2 separate regions of the Rattus norvegicus genome follow, and region 2 is linked to region 1. Evidence: chromatin contacts called from public Hi-C data. All regions are on one chromosome and are shown on one strand. Each heading gives the region's core, a stretch centred on a gene start, on an enhancer-like site or on the middle of the called end of the contact. The rest is flanking DNA. Distances are from core to core; before and after follow the strand shown. Region 1 overlaps Ano2 (anoctamin 2). Region 2 holds the start of Ntf3 (neurotrophin 3).

Region 1 (5,303 bases), core at 1,286-3,785:
ACTTTGTGGTCGTCGTATATGACTGCAGAGGGTCATCGAAAGATGCAGAACTGCATTCTAATAAAGATGAATTTTACTATATTAATATGTATAAAAACCAGGACAATTGCCACTTTTTCAAAGTTCCTTTCCTCCAAGGGATTAATTGAAATAATATTCTTGCCTATTACTTTCTAAGTGGTTTCATTTCTAAATACCCAGTTTTCCAAACAGGGACTTGTGTGAGGTTCTATGTGGACATTATTATCCTATTTCTTGGACACAGATCTGTATGTGGGAGCAGTAGGCCAGAGACACAAACACAGACAGCAGAGACAAAGAAGTAAGAACAGATGACAGCTAGGCTGGTGTCTGAACAATGGCGACATTAGCTAAGTGCCCCATAATCACCTGCTTTTGATGTAATCAAAGCTGATTAGAGCTCATTGCTGTATGCACCATACAGTTTCTAAAGCTCTGTCCCACAAATTCACTCATGTGACCTTCACAATACCTCTGTCACTTCCTTGAGCCTGGCTTTGGCATCCTCATGTTACCAGTAGGAAAGTCTAAGCATTCTCTGGTATGCCTGTAGTGCTCTTAGGCGGGCTTCATCAAAGGCATGCCAATTTAGTGTGATGGCTGTAACTGATTTACAAATAAGGGGTATGGTTATCTTTACAGTAGAGAAACTGCTGTGGGTTGGGGAGATGGCTCAGTGTATAAAGTGCTTGCTCTATAAGTATGGAGATCCAAGTTCAGTCCTAAGACCCATATTTTTATTTTTAAATAATAAGTAGATCAGGCATGGTGGTGAATGTATATAGTAATGCTGGGGGATGGGGAGATATAAGAGTCTCTAAAAAGGTGAAGAGCCATTAGAAGTTGTCCCTTGGCCTCCACATACATGCTCACACATATGTACACACACACACACACACACACACACACACACACACACACATACACACACACACACACACACACACACACCAGAATTGCAGGGAATTTACTAAGGTCACTGACACAATAAATATTTTAGAGCTCAGTATTCGGCGTTGACATATCCTCTTCCCAATCCTAGTTCTCTTTCACACTGGTGACGTGTGTTTTAGGAAGTGAATGCCCTTTTACAATGAATCTTCACACCTTGCATGGACCAGCAAATGGCAGGAATTCATTGGCTTTTTTTTAATTAGTGCCAAACTCCTATAATTAAAAACTTCTTTATGCCAGCTAAATGGTGCATGTCCGAGGTCCCTGCAGTCGGGAGGCTGAGGCAGGAGGATTACGAATCAAGGCCAATCTGGGCTGTGTAAGAAGACCTCATCTCTAAAACCCAAACACAAAACAAATAAACTACTTTTTTTTTTTTTTGGTTTTACTGTTATCTTTATTAGTAACCCGCTTTGGAGAACAGTGTGCAACCTTGACTTTTCTCTCAGCTTCCTGTGTTTGGATAATGTCTGACCGTAGGAACTATGTGTATGTTCAGATGTGTGCCTTCTAAACAAAACCCCATCACTATCAGCATGAAAGGGGTGGTCTTCCATTAAACACAAAGCTATCTATGTCAACAATGAATGTTTTTTTTTTCCTGAGAAGACATCTAACTCAATGCTCTTCCGTTGTCTCCTTTGGCGTGAAAATCATCTTCTCAGTCCGACTTATCTTTGCTTCCTTGTCTCTGTGGTCCTGGAGGTCTTTACCCTAGTTCTGGGCCTCTCTGTGTCCTCAGCACCTGCCCAGAATTTGTTTCATCAAAGATGCTCAGGCTTGGTCTGATGAGTGGACTGGACCCAAGTGTGTTTGATAAGCTCTTAGTGGTAGCTGGGAAGGCAGTAGACAAAACCCCTCCATGAATCCATTTTTTCTGTTTGGTGCCGTGTCATCAGGAGCTCATATTCAGACTTCCTTGCCAATATCTTAGAGGACAATATTTTCAGGGTACTGTAGGAAAGCCATAGTATGCTGGTGAACCCGGAGTATGGCATGGCATTCCCACTCCCTCTTTCTCTTTGGCCTCACTTGGGAAAGTGTGAATGAATCTTAGTCCAGTCTGATTGGAACAGGTTTACATGAATGAGTCTTATCTCTTCAGAATGGTCATCGTCTAGAATTTAGTTTGCTCTTACAGGGTGAGGCAAAGCTTGTTAGACTGGGAGTCTAAGACCACATTCTCTGGCTGTTATGAAAACTGGAGTAAATGACTTATATAAATCACCTGTAAGTGGAAGTGCTAGGAACTAAATGACCCCAATGATAGCATTGCCCCTCAAGCCAGGTCAACCCTCTTCTTGTTCCAAAAGCACAAGGCAAATCCTTCCATTTCCTACAGTCCCGTAGCTCCCTCCCTAGTTAGCCCTCACTCCTGAGCAAGCTGATGGGGGATTCTTCACGCTTTGAGAGTGGCTGGGCTGTCACTGTTTCTCTAGGCTGTGAACCCCCCAGGACAGTGATTGGAAGGACTTTGTTCACTCTCCTCACTGTGTCTGGCACTGCCATGGGCACACAAAGGATGCTGGAAAGAAGCCGTAGGCCGAGGCACTCAGCTTACAGTACAAGCTTTCAGAGGCTAGATGGCACTGTTGCTAGAGCCAAACCAGGTCTGTTCTGAGAGACAGCATGGATGGAGACGAAAGGGAGCAGGGGCTAGGGTCCTGCTGAGCTCACTTTGAGTCTGACTTGTTGCCAGCAGTGATGGGTGGCTCCCTGCTGGCTAACACCGCGTTCTTCACTATTTTCTCTGCACTTTGCAAACATGACTTCAGGTGGTCTTCAGGGTCTTTTGTTGTTGCTGGAACTGCTGGCTCAATTCTAAACATCCTTCAGGGCTATGACTCACCATGTTCCCCAAGCTGGGCTCAAAGTCATGATCCTCTTGCCTTAGCATCCTGAGTCCTGGGATTGGAGGTGTGTGCTATCAATCAAAATGAAGAGGGCTACTGTTGATATTGAGAGTAAAGTGACATCAGTTACTACAGAAATATCCAAAAAGCAGCAAATGGTCGGCATGCAAATTTTACGCAAAACAGGAATGAATGAATATCTGTGCTTTGTGCCTTCTGATTGTGTCTATTCTCCTGTTTCACCTCAGGATGATGAAGATAAACTGACTTGGAAAGACCGTTTCCCAGGATACTTGATGAACTCTGTCTCCATCTTGTTTATGGTAATTTGAGGGACCACCTGCCTGGGACTGTGTGCATGTTGACCCTGTAGTGAGTGTGTGTAAGGTGGGCATGTTTTTATGCTGTGGAATAGTGAGGGGCTGACAAAAGAGAGGCCACAGTACCAGATGGTGGAGCCAAGAACTTTCCCAGTACTGAAGTCACTGACTGTATATAGGTAAAGTTGCAGTGTCCTGCAAGTGGGATGTATTCTTGCTGTGGTACGTGTGTGTGTGTGTGTGTGTGTGTGTGTGTGTGTGAGAGCCTTTTTGGGTTCAGAGTGCCTCTCTCTAATGCTAACAATGTCTGGAAGGCACAGTAGAGAGTCAGCTAGGGACCTACAGTCTTTACTGTCTCTGTGGATGCTGCATTTACTATTTTTTTTACTTCCCCATGTTTGTGGAAACTTTTTATTTTATTTACTTATTTTTGAGAATGAATGGTGTTGTCAATGTTAGGAAAAGTTGAGGGAAGAAACTGAAATTGACTGGTGCTGGAGTCAGATCAGCAGCTGGAGTCATCAATGGCCCACATTAGGTCACTAACATCAGTCCTTCTTTACTTCGAGGCCCTGTGTAACTAAGAAGACTGTGGATGTAACAGCTCACTTTCCTTAGCAGGATGGCATATGCATTGCAGACAAAGGGGATTACTTGATTTTTAAAAACTGCAAGAATCATCGTTATTTTCTGAACCTACTGGGAGATTTCTTCCTGACTCAGTAGAGCTTATTACTGTCTTTATTAATATTGGCATCCTAACTAATGGGGACAGGAAACATGTCATCTGAGAAGTTTAAACCAGGCCAGAAATGGGGTCACATTCTAGTAATGCCAGCATTCTGGAGGAAGAGTCAGGGCGATTTCAAATTTGAGGCTAGCCTGGGCTATGTAATGAGACCTTGTCCAAACATAAATGTTCTTATCGAGCCTAGACATCATCAAACTCAGCTCCTCACCCTGCAGACCAAGTGCAGAGTTGTAAAGCTTAGCAGTCTAACTTTGGTTCCCTCTCTCTGCCAAACAAGCCCAAGGCATGGCGCGTTATACAAGGGAGCCGAGAGCTGTGTTCTACTCGATGATAGAAAGTTGAATCGATTTAGTGCTTCAGGGCCTCCCACAAGGTGCATATTGCCGTTGAAGAGTTTATTCTTCACTCAGGAAATATTAAATGAGTGCAACTGTGTGCTTAATGCTACTCTTAGGCACCAAAGCAGAGAAGGACAGAAGATAATAATAATAATAATAATAATAATAATAATAATAATAATAATAATATAGTAGTAGGAGTAGTAGGAGTAGTAGTAGTAGTAGAAGCAGTGGTAGTAGTAGTAGTTTTTAGAGAAGGTGTAAGTGGTGGTACACACCTATAACCCTGATAATTAGGAGGCTGAGACAGGAGGATTGTGAGTTCAAGAACAACCCAGACTGAAAATTAAAAATATTATAAAACACTGTACATGTGATAAGCAAACCAATAATAAAATTAGCCTCCACCTTCAGTGGTGGCTTAGGATTTTAGAGCATCAACTTGGCTGAATTTAGTGGAAAATGCCGGATCACTCTATTTTCTAGTCCTATTAAAGCATTCAGAGGCTGCCAGGAGAGGGATAATCCTGGGCTAGAGGAAAGTCTAGAGACAACGTAGGTGTGACGGAGCAGGTACCTCTGCACTAACACTGCCTTCACTTCAAGGACGTTTTCCCATCTAGGCCAGGCCTGGGCTAGGGTGGTTTTATGGGAAGCAGGAAGGGTGAAGCAAGGATTAAGTTGAGGTCAAAGTCGGGGAGTGTGTTTATAAAAGCTGTAACTCATCAAAACCGATTTCAAAGTGTATACAAAAATTACAAAAAAAATAACACAATTCAATAGAAACTTAATAAATGACCTTTATTGGTACTTTACAAAAAGGGACTCCAGTGGCCAATAAGCCTACCAATGAGAACCCATCTATCTCATTAGTATTCAAGAAAATTCTAATTTAAACCATAGTGAAACGCCATATGCACTCAACAGACAACATGCCATTAAGAAGTCTGTCAATAACAAGTGTTGGGAAAGATCTAGATCAAAAGAAACTTGTACAAGGCTGGTGGGAGTTCATTTACGAAATTATTTAAAGATGCCTTTAGAAACATTCTGGCATTACTTAGTA
Region 2 (5,303 bases), core at 1,876-4,375, 210 kb after region 1:
ACATTAACTGTGGTAGCGCGTCCGTCTACTAAATAAGAGAGCCCATTACATAGTCTCACGCAGTGTGAGTCCTTAAAGCTTGGCATCCAAAAGGATTTCTTTACTCAGGAGTCTTGTGCACACAGCACTTCCTGTCACTGGACCCTGTTCCCACACACAGGAACTTTCCCCTTGAACGTGTAACCCTCATTCGAAGTCCTCCCGGGCTGGCCAGCCGGCTCCTTCACTGGAAGATGGAGAGGCAAAAGCTGTCCTTCCCTGCACTGTTCTCTACACGAATGCCAGAGCCTGTGCTTCTTTATTTTCCGTGTGCCCCAGAGTCCTTCTAGTTAAATCCTAGGGCTGTCCAAGCCTATGGCGTTAACACTCCACTCTCCTCAGGTAATCTCCCTTTACATCCCTTTAGTAATCTTCAGGCATCCAGCCCCCACACATGTCCACCTTTAACACACACACACACACACACACACACACACACACACACACACAGCCGCCCTCCCACACCACACCCACCCCATGTGTCTGTGCAGGCACGCACAAGCCATCTGTCTTCAGCATACTACACTTCCCCAGCTCCGACACCCTTCCCAGACACAGATTTCTCATTAGCTACACCTATGTTCCCACAAGCTCTCATCTCCTGCTAAGCACACAGATGCCCATCACACAAGCTCTGCACCCCTCCAGGGCCAGCCAGGCTGGAAGAAGCTGGGGCGAGCTCCACCCCCAGCTCTACTCTCCTACCCCCCAAGCCCCTCTCTCACTGAGACTTGAGAAAGCCCTCCCAACTAGTTCTCTGGCCACCCAGGGATCGGTCTCCCTTCTTAAGAAATCAGACCCAACTCAAACAGATCCGATCTTCTCAAGGCCAGCTTCAACATAGCCCTCACCAAAGGGCAATCCTACTTGCTCTCCCCGAGGCAAACGCCGGGTAAACTTTCTTCTATCTTTATATACAGATACAGCAGCCCGCTGCTCTCTTTTTCTCTCTCCACTCTCTCCCAACGTTACACTCGGGTCTGTTTCATTCGAAGGCAGAGATAGTTGGGTTTATACCTTCTAGATTCCACCTCTCAAATTTCTTTGAGCAACACCTCAAGATCAGGGAAGAAGGAGTAAACTGGCAAAGTTCGGGCTGTTTAGAAAACAGAACCGATTGTAAAGCTTCCCTGGAACAACTGACGTTTAGGGCAGTGTGCTTAGTTAGCTATTTCCTCAGCCGCTGGTTTGTAGTGGAAAGACATCCCTTTACTGAAAAGCAGGTTTGCCACCACACTCCATAACCCGCAGAATCTCCAGCCTCAGACTCAGCGAGTAACACCCACCCTTACAGTCTTCCTTCCCCTCCCCCATCAGGTCCCCGCCCCCAACCTCTTCACACTCATAAACAAGTCCCGGCTCAGGGGCTCCAGCACACTAGCTAACAAGCAGCCTGCCCTGGCTGGGACCGCGTCCTAGAGCAGCCTTCACTCAGACTCTCAACCTGCTACCCGCCGGTCGCCAGAGGTCGGGGTCAATCTGGTGGGTGCTTCCCAGATCTGGAATACGCGAACCTCGATTCCAATTCCAGCCTGCGACCTCTCTAATCAACTGTGTCCACACCATTCGGTGCTGGAGTTCCAGTAAGGCGTATCTGAGCGCTGCGGAAGAACGCCAAAATTGCGCAAAGCAGTAGCGCCTCTTGGATGCACACCCACTCACTCCCGAAAGCGACAAGGAAAGAGGACCTCCCCACCCCCTCCCATTCCACACCTTCAAGAGTGCCAAATTTCATTAGAAGTATCCACCACTATGCAGAGCTCCGTGGTGGTAACAGAAAAGAGTCCAGTTCGCTGTGGGTTCTTCTAACTCCGACCTAACTCTGAGGGTCTCTAAAGCTCCCGGCCTTCCCATACCACCTCTTGGGGCGGGGGCGGGGACCCTAAAAAGAACTCTGAGAAACTGGTACCAAATCCCTACCGATGGCACCGCCTAGGTACCCACCGTTCCCTGGTTGCGTCTCAGACCCGCAGGCTGAGCGCTAGCTCTAACATCTGCGCGAAGACCCAGGGTGGGGAGCCACTGGGTTGGCGCTGGCCAGAGTAGCCTGGAGCTAGGGACCCTCTCAGAGAAAAAAGGTTTATGTGGGACAATAACGCAGGTACGCACTGTTGGGCTTACAGTCTCAACTCCCCCAACCTGACGGTCGGGTCCTAAGCTTTGCACCCCCCTCCCCAGCCCACGCCCTGCCTGGCTGCGTGGTGAGGCGGTCGGTCGATCGCTGTCTGGTGGCCAGCGGGGTGCAGGGCGCAAGCCGGGATCATGGCCTCTTCCAAGCCCCATTTTTGTCTGCTATTCGCTTTTGTTATAGTATGCGCGGGAGTCTTCTGGGGGAACCAGATCGGAGGGTTGTAGGTGTGTATGTGTGCATGAGGTGGAGCCGGGTGTGCAGAATCCCTTTCTTGCCTTTTCGTGGTCCCCATTTTCCCTCGCCTTCACCTCCTTCCCTTCCCGATGCAGGTTTCTCAAATCTGATCACTTTCCCAGACTGAGGGAGGTTTCTTGAGCAGCCAGGGGACCAGAGGGAAAAGGACAAGGAGGAGGAGGAGGAGGAGGAGGAGGAGGAGGAGGAGGAGGAGGAGGAGGAGGAGGAGGAGGAGGAGGAGGAGGAAAGCCGTATCCACGCGCGCACAGTGTGCATGCATGTGAAAGGAGGGTGGTGGTAATTGCGCCAAGGCCTGGGCAGATTCTATAGCTCAAACTTTAGGGAAGGCACAAGAACCTAAAAGTTAAGAGTGTGTTGCGCGATGGGGGTGGGGCTGGGTGCAGAATTGGGGCCCCCACGCGGATCCCCAGGAAAATTTCCCCCACGCGATCCCCCACCCCCTCCGGGACCTGCCCACCCAACGTGCCCGCCACCTCCCCTTACCGTGGCAGAAGTAACCATGGCATCCGTATGACTATTTCCAGGGACGTCGACATGAAGAGAAAGGTGGACTCGAGTTCGGTCATTCAGTCTCGCCCACCCCTGCCGCAGCCACTACCCAGCGGTGGGAAAAAAACGGGAGGAAGAAAGAAAGAGGGAAGAAAGTTGCGCCGGGCTATCTCGCGGGGCGGTGCGCGGAGATGCTGGGTAAGGAGAGGAGCCTTCAACTCTGAGTCCCGTGAACATAATCTGCGCGGTTATAACCAGCCAACCCGGCCAGATGGCTCCGCGCTCAGCGCCTTAACCCCTTCCGCGCCAAGCCACTCGCCCCCGAGCCCCGCCCGCAGTGACTTGCAGGCCGGTGCCCTGGCACTTTGGAGTTTGCTCTTGAGACCAAAGGGAAGACCTAGTCATTTCTCCTAGTCCATTTCAAAAGATAACAAACGAACAAACAGCAAATAAGCCCTCTCAAAATAGCCTATTCTTTAGTACCTCCTCTTGTGACCTTGCCTTTTAGAGATGGAGAGGAGCCGACGAAAACATCCAATTTATCATATTTTACACGCTAATATCTTTGATTTGTCTTATTCTTGATTTTTTTCTTTTAATCTTTCTTTCTTTCTTTCTTTCTTTCTTTCTTTCTTTCTTTCTTTCTCTTTTCTATTTAACCAGGCAGAAGAAGGCCTTTCTTGCCCCTTGGCTCAGGAAAGCTTAAGCTTCAACCTTAGCTCTGCCTCCAAACCTCAGACCCTTCTAGCTTTGGATCTCTCCCCACCCCCTTATCAACCTCCCCATCCCCCATCCCTCCTCTAACAACAACAGGAATCTGCTTGCTTGCCCTTGAACTCCTCAGCCTAAAGCACAGTTCAAACTGTCTAGGAAGTTAAGTTGCTGAGGTCTGGTGCGAGAGGGACTGCTGAGCAACCAAGGGAGGGGTGGCTTGCATGTGTGCCGCATGTGTGTGAGAGAAAAGGAGAGGCACGAGTCAAAGTCCCACTTCTTACACACTCCCTTAACTTCTTTACCCCTTCCTTTCAAGGTAGGACGGGCCCTGGAGCTGAGCCTTGGCCCAGCACTCACCACTCTGTACAAAAACAATTTGCCCAGAAGAAAAGCAACACACCTCTTGGACTCCCTGAAAATAGCGGTGCTTTCTTCCACAACCGCTAGACTCATTCCAGGAAAAGATCCCAGGGTGGAGGCAGAGGTCTTATTTATAGATAATTTTAGCTATTCATTAGACCCTCACTTGACCCAAGCTGGTCCTCTCAGAATTTACAATGGTGAGAGCATCTAGATTTTGCTCAATTGCGATCCAAGAGAAGTGAAGGGGGAGGCGGGGAATCCTAGTGGTAAGGGGAAAGTAGTATAGTATCGCTCCTCATTGCCTCCCTCATTCTTGCAAGGTGGAACTCAAGTCCAAGTGCTCCCCTCCCCCCTCCCCTCCAAGTTGCCTCTCTCAGGACATTTGACTCACACGCACTAGGAGAGGCGATTTAATAGCCCACCTCTTCCTTGCCTCCTGATGGAGTCTGATAAGCAGCTCGCAATGAGGTTTAGCAAGGCTCCAGGTTCAAAACCTGAACACGCATTCCTTGGAGATGTATGGGTCTGGTCCACACCCAGGAGTGCCAGAATTGCACTCACCGGTTAAGGCCGAGAGAAGCTGCGGGGTGAAGGGAGGCCAGAGAGGATGGAGAGTCAGAGTCGGGGGGGGGGGGCTGCATACTAGATAGATTGTACCTGCCTCATCATTATCCTGGCTGACGGGGGCTGCCACATCGAAAATGGCCTGCAGCACCCACAGAGGCCCAAGGACGTCACCTCGAATGGTCCCTCAAAAGGGCTGGGTTCTCCTTCAAAGGCTTCCCTCCGGCCAAAATATCTTCTTCCTCGGGATCCGATCCGGCTGCAGAGTTTTCCCCTTCACCCTGCCACACAGCACTTTGGAGGTTTGGCTTGGGCGTGCTCTGTGAGGTTCTGGTTTTCTCGCGGTCTTCTGGCCCGCCCCTGCCCTCCCCCACTTCCCGCACTTGCCTTCCCCCCCAACCCCCCCCCCGCTTTCCCCCTCCCTTCCCGCCAGTCTCCCTGCCAGCGGAGTTCTAGGGGCTCATTTCTCAAGCTCCTGGTCCCGGGGCTCTACAGACTGCAACCAAAGAGGTGCTTGATTCCCGGAGAAGGAAGGAAGGAACGGGTTAAATACACGTGTGGGCTGCTCCGCCGCCGGCTGCTCCCCGGTCACTGGCGGTCTGGAGGGAGGAGGGGTCTAAGAGGGGCAAGCTTAAATATGAACAGTCAGAAGAAAAGGCAGCAGAGTTCGAGACTCCGATTTGTTCTGCAGATGCGGTGCACTGGCTGGCCGCCTCCCTTTGCCAGACCTGGGCGACGTCAGGAAGAC

What was found. A called contact is a pair of places that touch in the nucleus more often than the background predicts.
Region 2: a Hi-C map of psoas muscle shows a contact between it and region 1, with 5 times the contacts expected there. The contact joins the promoter of Ntf3 here to the enhancer-like site in region 1. A contact is called at or near these places in 6 of 12 Hi-C or Micro-C datasets (frontal cortex, kidney, mammary epithelial cells and 2 more).

What each region holds. Positions count from the first base shown.
Region 1 is chr4:160,455,691-160,460,993 of GRCr8, forward strand. It overlaps Ano2 (anoctamin 2), which reads left to right. Exons shown (of 24, transcript XM_017593038.3): 14 at 3,077-3,151. Among named protein-coding and RNA genes, the nearest start is that of Ntf3, 210 kb to the right of the region's middle. Within about 2 kb of position 2,536, at least 14 of the 93 cell types and tissues checked have an H3K27ac peak or open chromatin away from gene starts, as enhancers often do.
Region 2 is chr4:160,665,782-160,671,084 of GRCr8, forward strand. Ntf3 (neurotrophin 3) reads right to left here and starts at 3,126. Exons shown (of 2, transcript NM_001270869.1): 1 at 2,909-3,126. The coding sequence starts at 2,926.